Linked DNA regions of Zea mays: region 1 is linked to region 2. A link is a contact called in public Hi-C data. All regions are on one chromosome and are shown on one strand. The core of a region is the stretch at or near the end of the contact, and the rest is flanking DNA. Distances in the headings are between cores, read along the strand shown.

Region 1 (6,983 bases), core at 4,023-6,522, 460 kb after region 2:
TCCTTCCCCCCGCTCTACAGCGTGGAGCTCCGTCGGGTGTCGACCCTGATGCGGCTCTGCTGATCGTTGTGCCGTCCCTTTGTCGTCTCCCACGTGCACCTTCTTGACCGCGCACCGCCGCTGCCAAGGTCACCGTCCCTCAGAGATTGCTCCCTCCTGAGACTATCCCCTCCACCTCGCGCACCTCGCAGACGGGCAGCCTCATGCTGTGGGTCGGCGCGTTCGGCCGTGACCCGAGTTTTGCTTCAACGACATCCTAGACGGCTCGCGAACACCGTCGTCCATTTCATAACAGTATAACACAAATTTTGTATATAAGTTATCACGATATTATATATTCCCGTTGCAACGCACGGGCACTCACCTAGTGTATATATGAAGGCTGCGATGTGGAGTATTTAGTTTTTTAGGGATTCAATACCCCATGGATGTGTATGGGTATACATACATGGGAATACTGAGAAGTGTAATGTACTTGCAACAACGCACCTACGCTCAGGTAAGAAGGTGAGTTACCATAATGAGTTGCCCTATGGTTAAAGTGTGGCAACGGCGCTATGCATGGCTTGACGCTTAATGAAGAGTTGGCCTCCATATAGAAATATATGGAGTATAAACTGTGATAAACTGTCATGTGTGAATTGCATCATGGGAAATTAGGCTGTGATGGAATTTTCTGTAGGTACACTAACCTCGAAAATGTATGTGTAGCTGACGACTAGCAAAATACCGTGAGAGTCGTAAGTATGCCATCGATATAGAACGCTATTGCCACATTATGTTGGCAAAAACTTGTGAGGATGAATAGGACGAGCATGCATCCTGATTGTTGCATTATGTTTGTCACCTATACACCCAAAATGCTTCTCTCACCTTTATTCTAATAACCGGTGATTGTAGATAATGTGGTGTAATGTTGTACTGTGAACTTCAATGAAATAGTTGTCCTCCGTTCTTTAGATAATATAGTTAGATGTTATACGAGTTTGCTCTTGCACTTGATGAGCTGATAGAAGGTTGGTAGTTTGTTTGCCTAAACTCAAAATTAGGTCATGTCCTCACCTAGGAGCCATGACCCAAATCGATGTTAATTCCCTGAAATTTTTCCCCAGTTTCCAAACGTAGATGTGTCTGAATTTCAATCGTTACTTTAGGACCAAGCTTATCTAAATAGGTGTTTAGGTGATCTTCTCGTAGAAAATAGATGTACACGAGCTTAAGAAAAGGATCTCGAGTACGTGTTCTTTTCGTTTAATACATGACTCTTCAGTCGTCATGTTTTCCTCCTAAGCTTTGCCCTGTTTTGGTTGGTGCAAGCTGCTATTCCTATTCCATTTTGCCTCTCCTTGAGGACCACATTATTGCTTTCTCAATCTAACCTAGGAAAGGAATGCCCAATCGTTTTCTTGAATTTTATGCCTTTGGTTTCTTCATATCTATCGAAGGCATACCAACTTGATCTTATGATTTTTTTCCCTTCGTATCTAATAGATACTAATCCTTGACCTTGTGATTTCTGCAATGGGCATAGAAATATGCTTGGGGCTGAAATAATAGTCTCCCATCATACTTCTTTCATCAAGTTTAGGATATGGCCATGCCTTGTTTATTCCATCGGGCCATGATCTATTTGGCTCTCTACTTGTAACCGTTTTGACAAGTAGAGTCTCTTTGTATATTGTTACCCTTGTTCAATCCATTGGTGTGGCGTGAGATTTCTTATTGGTTACATCTAGTAATGGTGTTATGACTAAAACCGATGGTGCCGCGACGAAATCGAGGGCCTCCTGTGAATGTACACACATGGTTGCGCTACTCGGCATGCGCTGGTATCATGGTTAGTAGTTGTAATCCATTATGAGACTATATCAATGTGTTATCTTGGCCCAATCTAGTTTTACCATGTGGGATTCATTATTGGTGTTGTTCGGTAATGGTGTCACGATTAATGACTTATGGCGCCGCTGCGAAACTGAGAGCCCCTTGTGAATGTACACGCAAGGTTATGCTGCTTGGTGCATGCTGGTATCAAGGTCTCTAGTCATGATCCATTATGGAACTACATTGATATATTATCTCCCGCAGATCTTTCCCTTGAAACAATTTCTATGTTGTTTGTCAAGGGATCAAGCAACATCTATTATCTCTGTTGGATCAAAAGGGCATACCACTTTTATGTGTGGTCTCTTTTCTTTTGATCTTGGTAGTGACTACTTATACAAGTTCCCTTTGCATCCTTTGTGTAAAGGTGAAGCCTTGAAGCTTTTTAGTGTTGAGAGACAACTGATTAGCTCTCAAAATGGAGATTGATTTTCCCTGCTACTGAGATGCAGGAGTTTGTTCATTCGCTCCCTTATTTAATCCAGGTATTCCCTCACCAAGTCAGTTCATCTCGCATGAAGAAATGAATGAACAACATGACCAAATGGATTTCTACCCAAATGAATGACTTTTTCCTAGCAAATATGAACTCTCAACCTTTGGCATACCGATGGTACTGAGAGGACCTGCTCAATGTCAAAAGTAGTTCAACAAGTTGGTTTTTACTAACTTGTAATTGCTTTGTTAACAAAGGTTGAGTTTAGATATCGTTTTATCGAGTTGTCTAAACTCACTTTGGTTCAAACCATCCTAAGGAAGTACCTGCAAGAATCAAGTCAAGTCGACTGGTAGCCATCTAATCATCACTCTAGTCGCGCCTCGACCGCCTCCCATGTGAGTATTCAACATGCGTGATTAGGCGGAGTCGCACTAGTGCATGATGAGGTGGGTTCATTGTGAAGCGAACATTTGTTGATAACCTTCACTGATGTTTCCTCGAGTCTCCATTATCATCATTGGACTTGGATTTTCTGGCTAGCCACGGGTCAACCATGATGTTGTTTGACATCCACACCCATCTCGTGTGCTATGGACTTCCAATGATGATTTATCAACGAATTTCTTTCGATGTGTTTTACCCAAGAGGTTGCAACTAATTATGTTTGGGTAAAGTCGCATATCTACCGCTCGCCCAACAGACTCAGATAGTACAGTGTCATCAGAAAAAAAGCAAACTGCACCCATGGAACCTTATGTGTTCTTCTGGCAGACATCGTCTCTACTGATAGACATCTCTAAATTAGCTTACGGCGATATATGTTATGTTCACTAGAGAAACAACCTCCTGAGACACTCGCCTTTGCTTGGAACTGCCTTATGCTATCGCTGATATAGATAGGAGTTACATGTCTCTCTACTCTTAAAAGGCCTTTCGCTCCGAATCTCGGGACGAGATTCTTTTAAGGGGAGGGTTTAACACCCCTGGTGTTTATCTCTCGTTCGACAGCGACTATGAAATTAAGCACGAGTTATTGGTGATAATAACAATCTCTTTGTCTTAATTTTCTATCCAGAATTTATATTATTCACATCTTTATCTATCCAGACTCTTTTCAAAATTTTCGCGAATTTCGGAATGTATTGTTTCAAGGGTTCGCAGGTTTTGTCGTTATTTAAAAATTAAGCAGATCGAGGTAATTAGAACCGAACCGAGTAAAATGCTTAATTCAGTTTTGAATCAGATTTGAAGTTTGCTGAAAATAATATCAACTAGCTGTTTTTGGGTTCTCATAACTTTTGATCTATAAACAGTTTGAAGGTGGACATTATAACAAGGTTGTAGAGCTATACTAGGGATACAAATTTGCTTAGGCAACCGGCCCCTAAAGCTATATGGAACTGGGAGAAACAACGGCCCAAAGATGCAATGTGCAGGTTTCGATTTCAGACTTAGTCTATGGCTGATTGAGACCTGAATTTCAGTGAAAAGTGTCAAGTTTGGAGCTCCTTGGTGATCAATCCATGATCTTTTAGGCTGTAGTTTCTGTAGCAAACCTAGAGACCAATGTTGGGGGAGTAATCTATAGTGAGGGACTTGCCCTTTAAAACGCTTAGGAATGAGAGAAAACACTGCACAAAGTTGTGCTGTCAAATAAAAGGAGTATTGACTATTATTCAGTGCCTAAGTCGGAAATCAATGTGTTTGGTTAAACTTTGGGGCTTTGTGGTGCTTGATCTATACGCTTTCGGACTGAATTTATTGTAGAAAGTTTGAAGACCATATGTTAGTGAACTATTTACTTCAAGTGAGTTGGGCTTGATCCCACACAAAAAGTGAAGTAAGCGTTGTCCAATATTGGACTGTCAGTTTGCAGAAACTGAATTTTATTCAGTCCAATGAAAACTGAAATTGCAGTGTTTGGTGCTCTGTTGGAGCACTTTTGTGACCTTTCCATCAGGTTGTAGACTATGGATTATATTGAAAAGTTGGAGACCAAGTATTAGTGACAAACTTTACTTAGGGGTGCTTAGCTTGGTGCTGCACAAAGTAGGGAGTAAATCTGTTCCAAAGTGCTTCCTGTCAGCTTCTTGTTTTCAGTTAACTGAAAACGACATTTAGTGGATTGGGTTCACTTTGAGCATGTGTAACTTTTATTCTGTGTAAATGCGGCTTTGGATTGTTGTGGTGACCTGGCAGTTCCATGGTTGGGGAGAAGATTTCATGTTTAGAAAACTTTCAGTTCCTAGAAAAGATCTAAGATAACTCGAGAAAATTCAGAGTTGGAAGAAAAGGAGAATGCTGCAATTTCAGTTTCTGTTCGATCCATTGAATGTTCAGAAATAGTTTGCTCTTCTCAGCATCGGGCTCCTGTAACTTCCAAATCTATGAACTTGTGGTCGATCTTCAGCACAACAAACTAGGAGAGCTATTGTTGGGGAGAAAATTTTATTAAACAATACACCTCTGAATTCGTTTGGAACTAGGAGAAATTTGTGCTTCAGTTTGTGCTGTCGGGTTTTGGATCTGAAACTGAACTATGTTCAGTTTAGGGGAGGGGCTCGGTTCTATACAATGGGCAGATTCAGAAAACTGAAGTCGAGTTTCATTGATTTCTAGCGAACTTTGGCGCTCTCCGTGTTGGATCCGTGAAGAATTCCATCATGGTTCTTATGCCAAAGTGAAAGAGCATCGATCAGTGTACAACTTTGATTAAGGCCGATTTACATGTTGCTTAGCGATTGTCAGAGAAAAATTCGTTTGAAATTGGGCTGTTAGGCCGGCTGGGAACTTAGGTTCAGTCGTCTGCTGTTGGGTGTTTTTTTCTCTAGTGGAGGATGTGTGATTCGGTTCTGGGAGCAGAGAAAAATCTTCATTTGTCTGTTTGCTCTCTGTTAAATCACCGTTGATCTTTCATCGACTGCCTCACTATGGCTTGGATCGTGCGTGGGTCTTGGTGTGGAGGCCGCGTGTCTGGGGACCAAGCAGCTGCTGGCACCAGCGAGTCTTTCCGTTGCGATAAACACAGACGCAACAAAACGTTCTTTCTCCCTCCTCCTGTTATCTTGTTCCTTCTCCCAGTGAAAAATCTTTATGTCCTCAAGCTCAAGCATACCGCCACCACCAGTCTCAGCCCAACGCTCTACCTCAACAACTCACCTCGTTGTTTACATTTTTGTTCTTTGGTCGTCGTCCATAGAAAAGAATCCCCATCGTCAGGTCGTTTATCTACTCCAAGCTGGCGTCTGTGATAGGGTGAGGCAGCCAGGCAGGTATGGTCTTTGGGCTCATGTTGTGCTGAATGGGGCAGGGTAGTTGTGGGGGGGGAAGCGCTCGTCTTATGCTTGTTGAGATTCGGCTGGGTGCAAGCAGCCAGGGCCTTGCAGCCAGAAATTGTTCGTCCTGTATGTTTGTGTGGAGAAGAAGTGGTGTGAGTAGAAAAGGAACAGCGAGGGGGTTGATGCTAATTTGTGTAGATGTTCGTTTTCTTTTTCAGATTTCTTCTAAGACCTGAAAAGTGCTAAGATATGAAATCAGTTTGTTGGGTTCACAAACATGAGTTCTCTATGTTAAAATATTTGTTCTAGGTTAACTGATACTTCTCTGTATAAGTTGTGTTAATGTTAAACATAATAATACTTCTTTAATCTATTACAATAAATCTAAAGCACCAACAATCATAAAATGTTATGAGCACCTAGCTTATGATGAATGGTTGAGTTGCTTCTATTCGTATCCTAAATTTAGGTGTCCGAAAGGGCTAAGCCTATGTTTCATTAAGTCTGTGGATGATTACCTAGCTTAGGCGTTTATAGGTCGTGTCTAGGGTTATTATTTTCTTGAGATTTGAGCAAGCCCGGTTAAACCGAACGAACATGATTATTGTGCTAGCGAGTCATAGGTATATAGGATTTACGTACGAAGTTTGTGATGCTTTTTAATCCTCTTCGGTATAATGATAATTAGTCGTGTGCTATTCCTGTCTATATGCATTCATGTGCATTATGCATTTCATTTAGGCACGATAATTAATCACGTGATGCGGAAGACGACCCAAGTCGACCCCAGGATAATGCAGAGATTGGACATCTCCGCAAGACGATGTTGTCAGTCGGATAAATCTGAAGATGGATAATCTAAACAAGTGTGAGACCAAAAGCTGATTGCCAAGTGGACGCCACCTAACAAACACTAACGTAGTGTTTATTCCAGGCAAGCCTCGGTGCATGCAACCCCTTCCTTGTGTTTTTAAATAATTTTTACACACTTTAAGTCTAGCGAAATGTGCATTAGGTTTATAGGAGTTGCTTGGAAACCCTTTGATGCATTGTCTACCTTGATATCCATACCTTTATAGATACTTCTGATGAAGTATCAAAATATGATTTACAAAAATTCTTATCCCTGCTTAGATCTTATGGATAGAGGTTGTCCTTTGCGTTAATGCCTAGCTCAGGGGTTATCTTGAGGAAGGATGGCTTCTGCCTGCAAGAATATTTTCATTGGGAGCAATGGTGGGATCTTACTGCAAAGTTCCCTATAATGCTCTTTTCATCCTAAGGAATACAAACAATCCTAAGGATGGAAGTACTTAAATCGGGACTTGGGCTAGGAACATGTGATGTTCTACCGAGGTTGATTAAGGATTATACTTAATGTAGTC
Region 2 (7,310 bases), core at 2,285-4,784:
TTTAGAATAAACCACAGAGGTCAATGTTTACCCACTATAATTTTTGTAACATTTTTGGAAAACTCTAAATTGCCATGGTAGTTCAAAAGCACTCAATATGAAGCATAATAGAAAGTAAAATGAGAATTTTGGGAGAAATTAATAATGTACAAATAAATCCTCCTAAGAGTCCCATAGAACATAAAGGAAGTGATTGAAGGTTTTAAGTTCATTCAAGACCCTAAAATGAGTGGATGAAACCCTTAAAACGCCAGCCGACAAAGAAAACCCTAGTGTACCCACTGTTTTAATACTATTTCACCATACGTAGTATTTACCAATTTGGCATATCATTAATATATATGTACCTTATTCATTGCATTCGATAGAATGCAATCTCGCTGATGGAGAGTACATCCTCGTTCCGGAGCAAGGAGTTGCTCAGGAGGTAGTCCAGGAGCTAGCACCAGAGTCTGCCATCGAGGATCTGCCTGCCCCAGCTTTGGAAGGCAAGCCCCAGTTTTATGCATAACCATTATATATGCTACTTTACTGCACTTAATGTTTGTAGGCTTGTACTGTGCACTTAAGTGTAGGAGTTGACTGAAACCTTAGTTTCATGAACTCAGGATTCCTTTTGAGATGGATACTAGTATGCTAGGTCGAGTAGCTGCTTTACTAATTAGGGACCGCGGTAGAAGTCGAGTGATTTTTCTAGCATTCGCACGAGGTCAGGAATTGGTTGTATCCATTTTTATATCGTAATGATGATGGTCTGTGGATAACGGTCCATGGGGATGTGTTGTCTACGAGACGGAAATTGGAATAAGGATTAAGGTGTGGTACCGTGTGTCAAGCGTTTGAATGTACTAAGCACATGCCGAGAAATATAGTAAATCGGTAAGCCTAGTACCTGAGTGAACCTGCCCGCAGACTTTGCCCCTCACGCGACCTGAGACGTGGTCTCCCATTCCGGTTATGGTGGGTACAAGTGCGGTCACTACACGACGGCAGTCGGAGTCAGTGAGGCATTGTACTCCAAGGCGCTGAGCCCTGATCTGTTGACGGGAAATCGATGGGGACGGTTGATATGTGTGGGGACGGAGTGCCTCGCCACGTCGTGTGTTTAGGTTTACCTTGCAAGGTTTAGAAACTCGATTCGAATCGTCTGCTTCTCGCAGCTAATGAGACTGCTTGATCCATGCTGCTACATTGAGTAATAAGTGGAAATGTGTTGATTGGCAAAAGATGTTGATTGCTAAAATGCTTGATACCATGTATGATTAGCTAGGTACATATTTAGTCTTAAGAGAATCACACTAAAACTTGAAAAGCTAAACTTGATTTTAGACTCAGCTAGTGCTTTTGGCAAACCAACCCCTCAGCCAAACAACTGCATGTCTAGAGGTAGAGGAGTAGACTCCCCACACCGGGTAAGTCTAGCTGAGTATTAGTATACTCAGCCTTGCTTGTGGCATAATTTTTTTACAGGTTCTCTGGAGGATATGGTTGCTGGAGTGACTTGGGCGTCCATCTTGCCACCGGGTTAGACAATCGAGTGGGACCCTAACTCAGCAGGGGAGGAGCATGAGGAGTGATGGGCCAGGCTTCCCCATCCCTCCGGTTATTTATCGTTAGTTAACTTCCACTGCATTTCGAACAATGGTCATTAATTTTGCAAAACTCCAATGATGTTGTAATAACCTTAAGCACTTCCTTAGTGTATGGTTTTATGCTTTATTGTATTTGATCTATGCCTCACCTTCGAGTGAGTACGTGGTACTTGATCCTGTTAGTGGCCTTGTCGGACTAGATCCGAGGGACTGACGTCTTATTCCCATTTAAGTATGGTCTAGCCTCTAAGGTGGGACTTAAGCACTTAAGTTGGAATAATTCGGGTAGTTCCACCACACCGCATCGGGGAGGAGAGGTCCTAGGCTTTGTCTTGGGATCGGCAGGCCACCCAATACGCCTCTAGTCGACGTAGAGCCGAAGAGATGTGAAGATTTGAGGTAGAGAAAGGCTAAACCAAAACTACTCCTAATGCATAAGATAAAAACGAAATATATATTGTTGATTATTGATTCGATTGTTTCCCTCCAATTGTCGTAGTCCTCCATATATATATATATATATATATATATATATATATATATATATATATATATATATATATATATATATATATATATATATATATATATATATATATATATATATATATATATATATATATATATCCCAAGCTAATTCTGCGGTTTTAGCTAGCAAAACTCACAAAAAACTCGAAACCCTAACTGATTCTGCGCGCGCACGAACCATCCGGCCTGGGGGTCGGACCGTCCGCTGCCTGTTTTGGTGCCCAATGGACTGTTAGGCACATTTTCCTTTCACCTTTAAAGTTGTAGGGAACATGACTCTTGATGCTATTGTTAGATCCAAATTGATCTCCACGAGAGCCCTATCCACTAGATTTAAAACACAACATTTTATACTTTTGGTCTGAGTAGTACGAGGGATGATGGTATCGATTTAAAACACAACATTATATATATCCCAAGCTAATTCTGCGGTTTTAGCTAGCAAAACTCACAAAAAACTCGGAACCCTAACTGATTCTGCGCGCGCACGAACCATCCGGCCTGGGGGTCGGACCGTCCGCTGCCTGTTTTGGTGCCCAATGGACTGTTAGGCACATTTTCCTTTCACCTTTAAAGTTGTAGGGAACATGACTCTTGATGCTATTGTTAGATCCAAATTGATCTCCACGAGAGCCCTATCCACTAGATTTAAAACACAACATTTTATACTTTTGGTCTGAGTAGTACGAGGGATGATGGTATCGATATTCCCTCACCTTCACGCTTTAGGGATTTGTTCTAAAGTGCACATCGAATATTCAAGTGCCAATTACAATTACTAAATATAATCTAATTACAAAACTAAAGACTAAATGATAAAAGAAAATTTTTTAAGCCTATTTCATTTATGATTAGTAAATGTTTATTATAGCATTACATGGTCGAATATTGATTAATTAGGTTTAATAGATTTATCTTATTATTTAGTCCTTATATATGTAGTTGATTTTATAATTAAACTATATTTAGTATTTTTAAATAATATCTAAACATTATAACTAAAAAAAACCAAACAAACCATTGATAGATGGATCAGGACGCGTGCTAATGGGCTCAAACCAGACCCGAGATCAGCCCAATCAGCCCAACAGATAACGGTATCCGCTAGGAAGAAATACCCGCTTTACACAATGAAAAGCACCACAACCGTTCCTTTTTTTTTTCCCGACATGTAGCTATTATTACATGAACAAACTTGGTGTGGGTGTGCACCTCCATTGCCCAAGTATTTGATCCTATTTGAACTAAGATTTGGGCACGTTAATGAAAAGGTAGAAATTACTCTATGGACTATTGTTTGTTTACAAACAAAAGAACAACTGCCACTAAAATTTCAGCAAGAAGGTGCGTATCTCCATGGGTCCTAGTTCAACGACTAGAGCCCTACTGTCAACTGGGCCACCTTTTACTGCGGCAGGACCAGTTTCAGTGTTCCCAATGACCCTCCAGCTGAGCTTCTTCATGTCTGACTTCTTTTGGTTCGCGGAGAGGCTAGTCTCCGTCAATTCCTTGATCTGCACATACATTTGATTTGAACGTCACTAACATTTAATTGGAATAGAACGTCCAAGTTATAAAAATCTATCAGCCCCGTTTGTTTGGTTGGAATTCAATTCCATTTTGATAATTATAATTTAGACAAAACTAATTAAGTTCATATATTTATATACGTAATATATTTGTATATTATCGTAAATCATATGAAAGAGATAGTTATATAATACATTTATGTTATAGCGAATCAAGTAGACGATTATGCTATAAGTTGTACATCGGAAAAATAACATGTAAATCTATAAAATTAATTTTCATCTCTTATCACAGGAATTTGAGATAGGCTTATATGATAACTTTTAAAAGTGGTGAAATGTTATATTCTAAAAGAATAGCATATTCTATTAATAAAATTTCAATTCCTCAAAATAAAAGAAAACAAATAGGACCTCAGAGTTATTTGGGGACACCTTCATTTTTTGTTTTCTTTCAAATATATGAGCTGCAGCAAGTTCTCTACTTACAGTTCTCTTTCCGAACACCTTTTTCAGATCAACCTTTGCCACCTTGGAATATCTCGGGTCCTCAGCAGCCTACAGACCCGGCAAATATTGACTAGTATCGATGATTCATTATCAAGGAGAGGAAAAATAACAAAATTTTAAATAAACTACAAACATACTTGAAAGAGATGGGCCAAGCGGAGTAGTGTGGTACCATCATCTAGATTCTGAAATGTTGAGACGAACAGGTAAATTTGTAACGGAAAATATACAAGTAATCGGATGCAAAGTAATGGGAAGGAGGAGAACAGGTACAGTGATACCTGCAAAGTAACAATGGCGACATTATCAGGAAGGCTGTAGTTGGCATTCATCATACCAGCTTTGGCCACGCTGTAGGATTTCGAGCTGGTCTCATCCTGTAATTAACAAGAACAAATTGTTAACTTGGACGGCATGAAAACACAGAGCAGAAAGGTTCAGAGGGCAAGCGGATGTACCTCATGAGTGAAAGCAAGGAGAAAGGGTGAGTAGACTTGCTGGCCATATGTACGTCGCCAGTGAGCTCCATGCCCTAGCTTCTCGACATTGACGTAGTAATTGCCCCTGGCCTGTGGTGTTTTTGGAAGGATTACGGTAGCTATCAGTGACTGGATAGCAGGATATAATAGAGACAGAACTGAATGTGTGTACCGTAAGCCCTTGGCAATCTTGATCCACGCAAACCACCTCGTCAAGTGGCTCTCCGACACCCCTGCCATCATCCTTAAGTAAACGCCTGAAATTAGTTGACAACATCTGTGGTTAGACTAGAGAGAGTTTCAGTCTGGAAGGGGATTAGTAATACTGAGCACACGCCACTTTAGCTGATACCTGTGTAGCATAATCTCTAGCTGACCATCCTGAATGCTTGATGCTCCGACAGCACGGTCCACAAGCACAGATAGCTCATATTTTTCATCTGCTACATACACTCCTAGGTTCACCTGGAGAGTCAACCTGTCAGAACACTCCTAGATTTTCGAACTACTGTCTTTCTTTACACAAAAAAGGACATATTTAACTGCGCAAAAAGATAGTAGAAACCGAATTCTATGTCTACTTGAGAAAATTTGGTCTGCTCGCCTCTAAAACTTTTTTTTGTACAGGAATGATCATAAGCCCCAAAATTTTTGGCGCAGTCCTAAACATAAATTTGAATTATTTGTCAATGTTAAAGTCACGAGTGGGCCGTCCAAAGCCCAAGCCTAGCCTAAGGTGGTCCAAATCTACTGCCTGGTGGGATTACTGGACTGGGCTTAAAAAGTCATTATAGGCCCAACGTAAATCGTCCTTTCCTTATTTATGCGTGGCTCAGTTATTATCAACTATACAGCACCAGACACCCATATAAGGGTTTGTTCGGTTAGCTCTCAATACATGTGGATTGAGTGAGATTGGATGGGTTTGAATCCCAAACAAGTTAAACTTCTTCTTCATTTTTTTCAATCTCATCCAATTCATATATATTGGAAATAACCGAACAAGGCTTAAGCAGTGCACTGTTCGCCAATAGTTCTGCTCATGGCAGAAAATATTTAACAAGGATAGTAATTTCCTGCTTATGAGGCTGCTTTCCTTACCGGATAGTAATTTCCTGCAACTGGTTGAGTTACTTGAAGATTCCAGTCCTCCCTGTAGTTTCTCACCTGCAAATGGAAGTGTGTGTGAATCTATGAATCTAAAAAACATGTCCAAATACAGACGACAAAGATGCCCTCCGTTCCAAATTACATAACAAAATCTATGACTCTAAAAAGGTTAAAATAACTTATAATTTGGAACGAAACGAACTGTACAATGGTGTGTGTTTTATAAACAAGTAAGAGCAGCAAATATCCAAAAGTATAAATTAATTATAAAGATTATTACCCTTTTGAGGAAATCCCTTCCATTGGAGTCTGTATAAAACGTACTGTTTGTGACCATATTTGCTGTCAGCCGTGTGATGACCTCCTTCCCTACATCATCATCGACAGGGATCGGCCCAATCTTTGTGACAAATGAGAGTTAGTTGATTTTGAATAGAATATGCGTCCATCACCTGGGATATTATACTGTCCCAAAATAGCGAAAATTAACCCCATTTCTTTATTTCCACTGAAAGTAGGTACTAACCGTGTATTCAACTTCAGCATGCTCCTTGTTTTTGTAGAGTCGTGTTATCTATACAAAGAAACACTAATTACATGCTCGCGCGCTTCTCAAATAAATGTTGGTATACATTAAATTACAATTTCGCTCTAACATTGCATCTGACCTGATAAATCCATGAGCTGAATTGCTGATGCACTTCGTCAACCAGTGGTCCACGGATAACTTTCAGTGGCACCTAAGAGGAATTAAAACGAATCAGTCCACGACATGGAAACGTGAATTTTGAAGTTGTAATCTGACTAGCCCACGATAATTTATAATTTAGGTCTTTTTACCAAAGACGGCCAAGGGAAGCCCGGTAGCTCTGTATATGATTTATATTGTAGCCACTCATGTTCTTTTATGGGGTGTTTGGTTTCAATAATCAATCCATTCTAGATAACATGAGATAATGCATCATGAGTTAATTTCATAAATTTAGTGGAATGAACTCATTCATCATATTATTATTCGTCATATCATTATAATCCACAAAACCAAATAAGAAAGTGAGAAATGAGAGAATGATGAACTATCTCATTTCTCTAACCAAACATGCTATTAGTTTTCTGGTGAGTCTTTTCAAGCAGGATATGTGCTTGTGTGATCTATGATCTGTGATTCTTGTTCTATAACTCCTTTCTTTCTTTAAAGAAAGGCAACTTCTACTATTTGTGTTTCAAAAAAAAAATTGTAACCACTGATCTAAAAAAAGTTTTAGTAAACTCTATTTTTTTGTAAATAAGGGCTTTGAAGTAATTGGCCCGGCCCTTATTTCATCCTCTCGTTCTTGATTCCCCTACGATCGCATCACCTACCTCCGCGCAGCAGCAAGCGCAACTTCAGGCAACCAGTGTAGTGAGCGCGTGACGGCAGCGAAGTGGGACCCAGCAGATTTCATAACCGGAATTACCAATTTATCCTTTGTTTTCATTTTAAAAATAAAAAATATCGATATTAGTCCTATACGTATTTTGGTACTGTCCCTACTATCCAATACTTCATGAACATTTTTCTT

Evidence for each region. Hi-C and Micro-C count contacts between places; a contact is called where the count stands out from the background.
Region 1: a contact with region 2 is called in a Hi-C map of leaf, with 3 times the contacts expected there. The contact joins two enhancer-like sites. A contact is called at or near these places in 6 of 25 Hi-C or Micro-C datasets (bundle sheath, ear, leaf and 1 more).

The regions. Positions count from the first base shown.
Region 1 is chr1:119,940,514-119,947,496 of Zm-B73-REFERENCE-NAM-5.0, forward strand. No RefSeq gene overlaps it. Among protein-coding and RNA genes, the nearest start is that of LOC100382157, 88 kb to the left of the region's middle. Within about 2 kb of position 5,273, at least 5 of the 20 cell types and tissues checked have an H3K27ac peak or open chromatin away from gene starts, as enhancers often do. A contact at or near this core is called in leaf, where this site is marked.
Region 2 is chr1:119,485,962-119,493,271 of Zm-B73-REFERENCE-NAM-5.0, forward strand. It overlaps LOC103638195 (alpha-mannosidase), which reads right to left. Exons shown (of 29, transcript XM_008661190.4): 19 at 6,417-6,488; 20 at 6,275-6,322; 21 at 6,029-6,148; 22 at 5,740-5,805; 23 at 4,991-5,103; 24 at 4,811-4,895; 25 at 4,618-4,728; 26 at 4,441-4,536; 27 at 4,297-4,344; 28 at 4,139-4,207; 29 at 3,226-3,634. The coding sequence ends at 3,446. Among protein-coding and RNA genes, the nearest start is that of LOC103638195, 13 kb to the right of the region's middle. Within about 2 kb of position 3,535, at least 6 of the 20 cell types and tissues checked have an H3K27ac peak or open chromatin away from gene starts, as enhancers often do. A contact at or near this core is called in leaf, where this site is marked.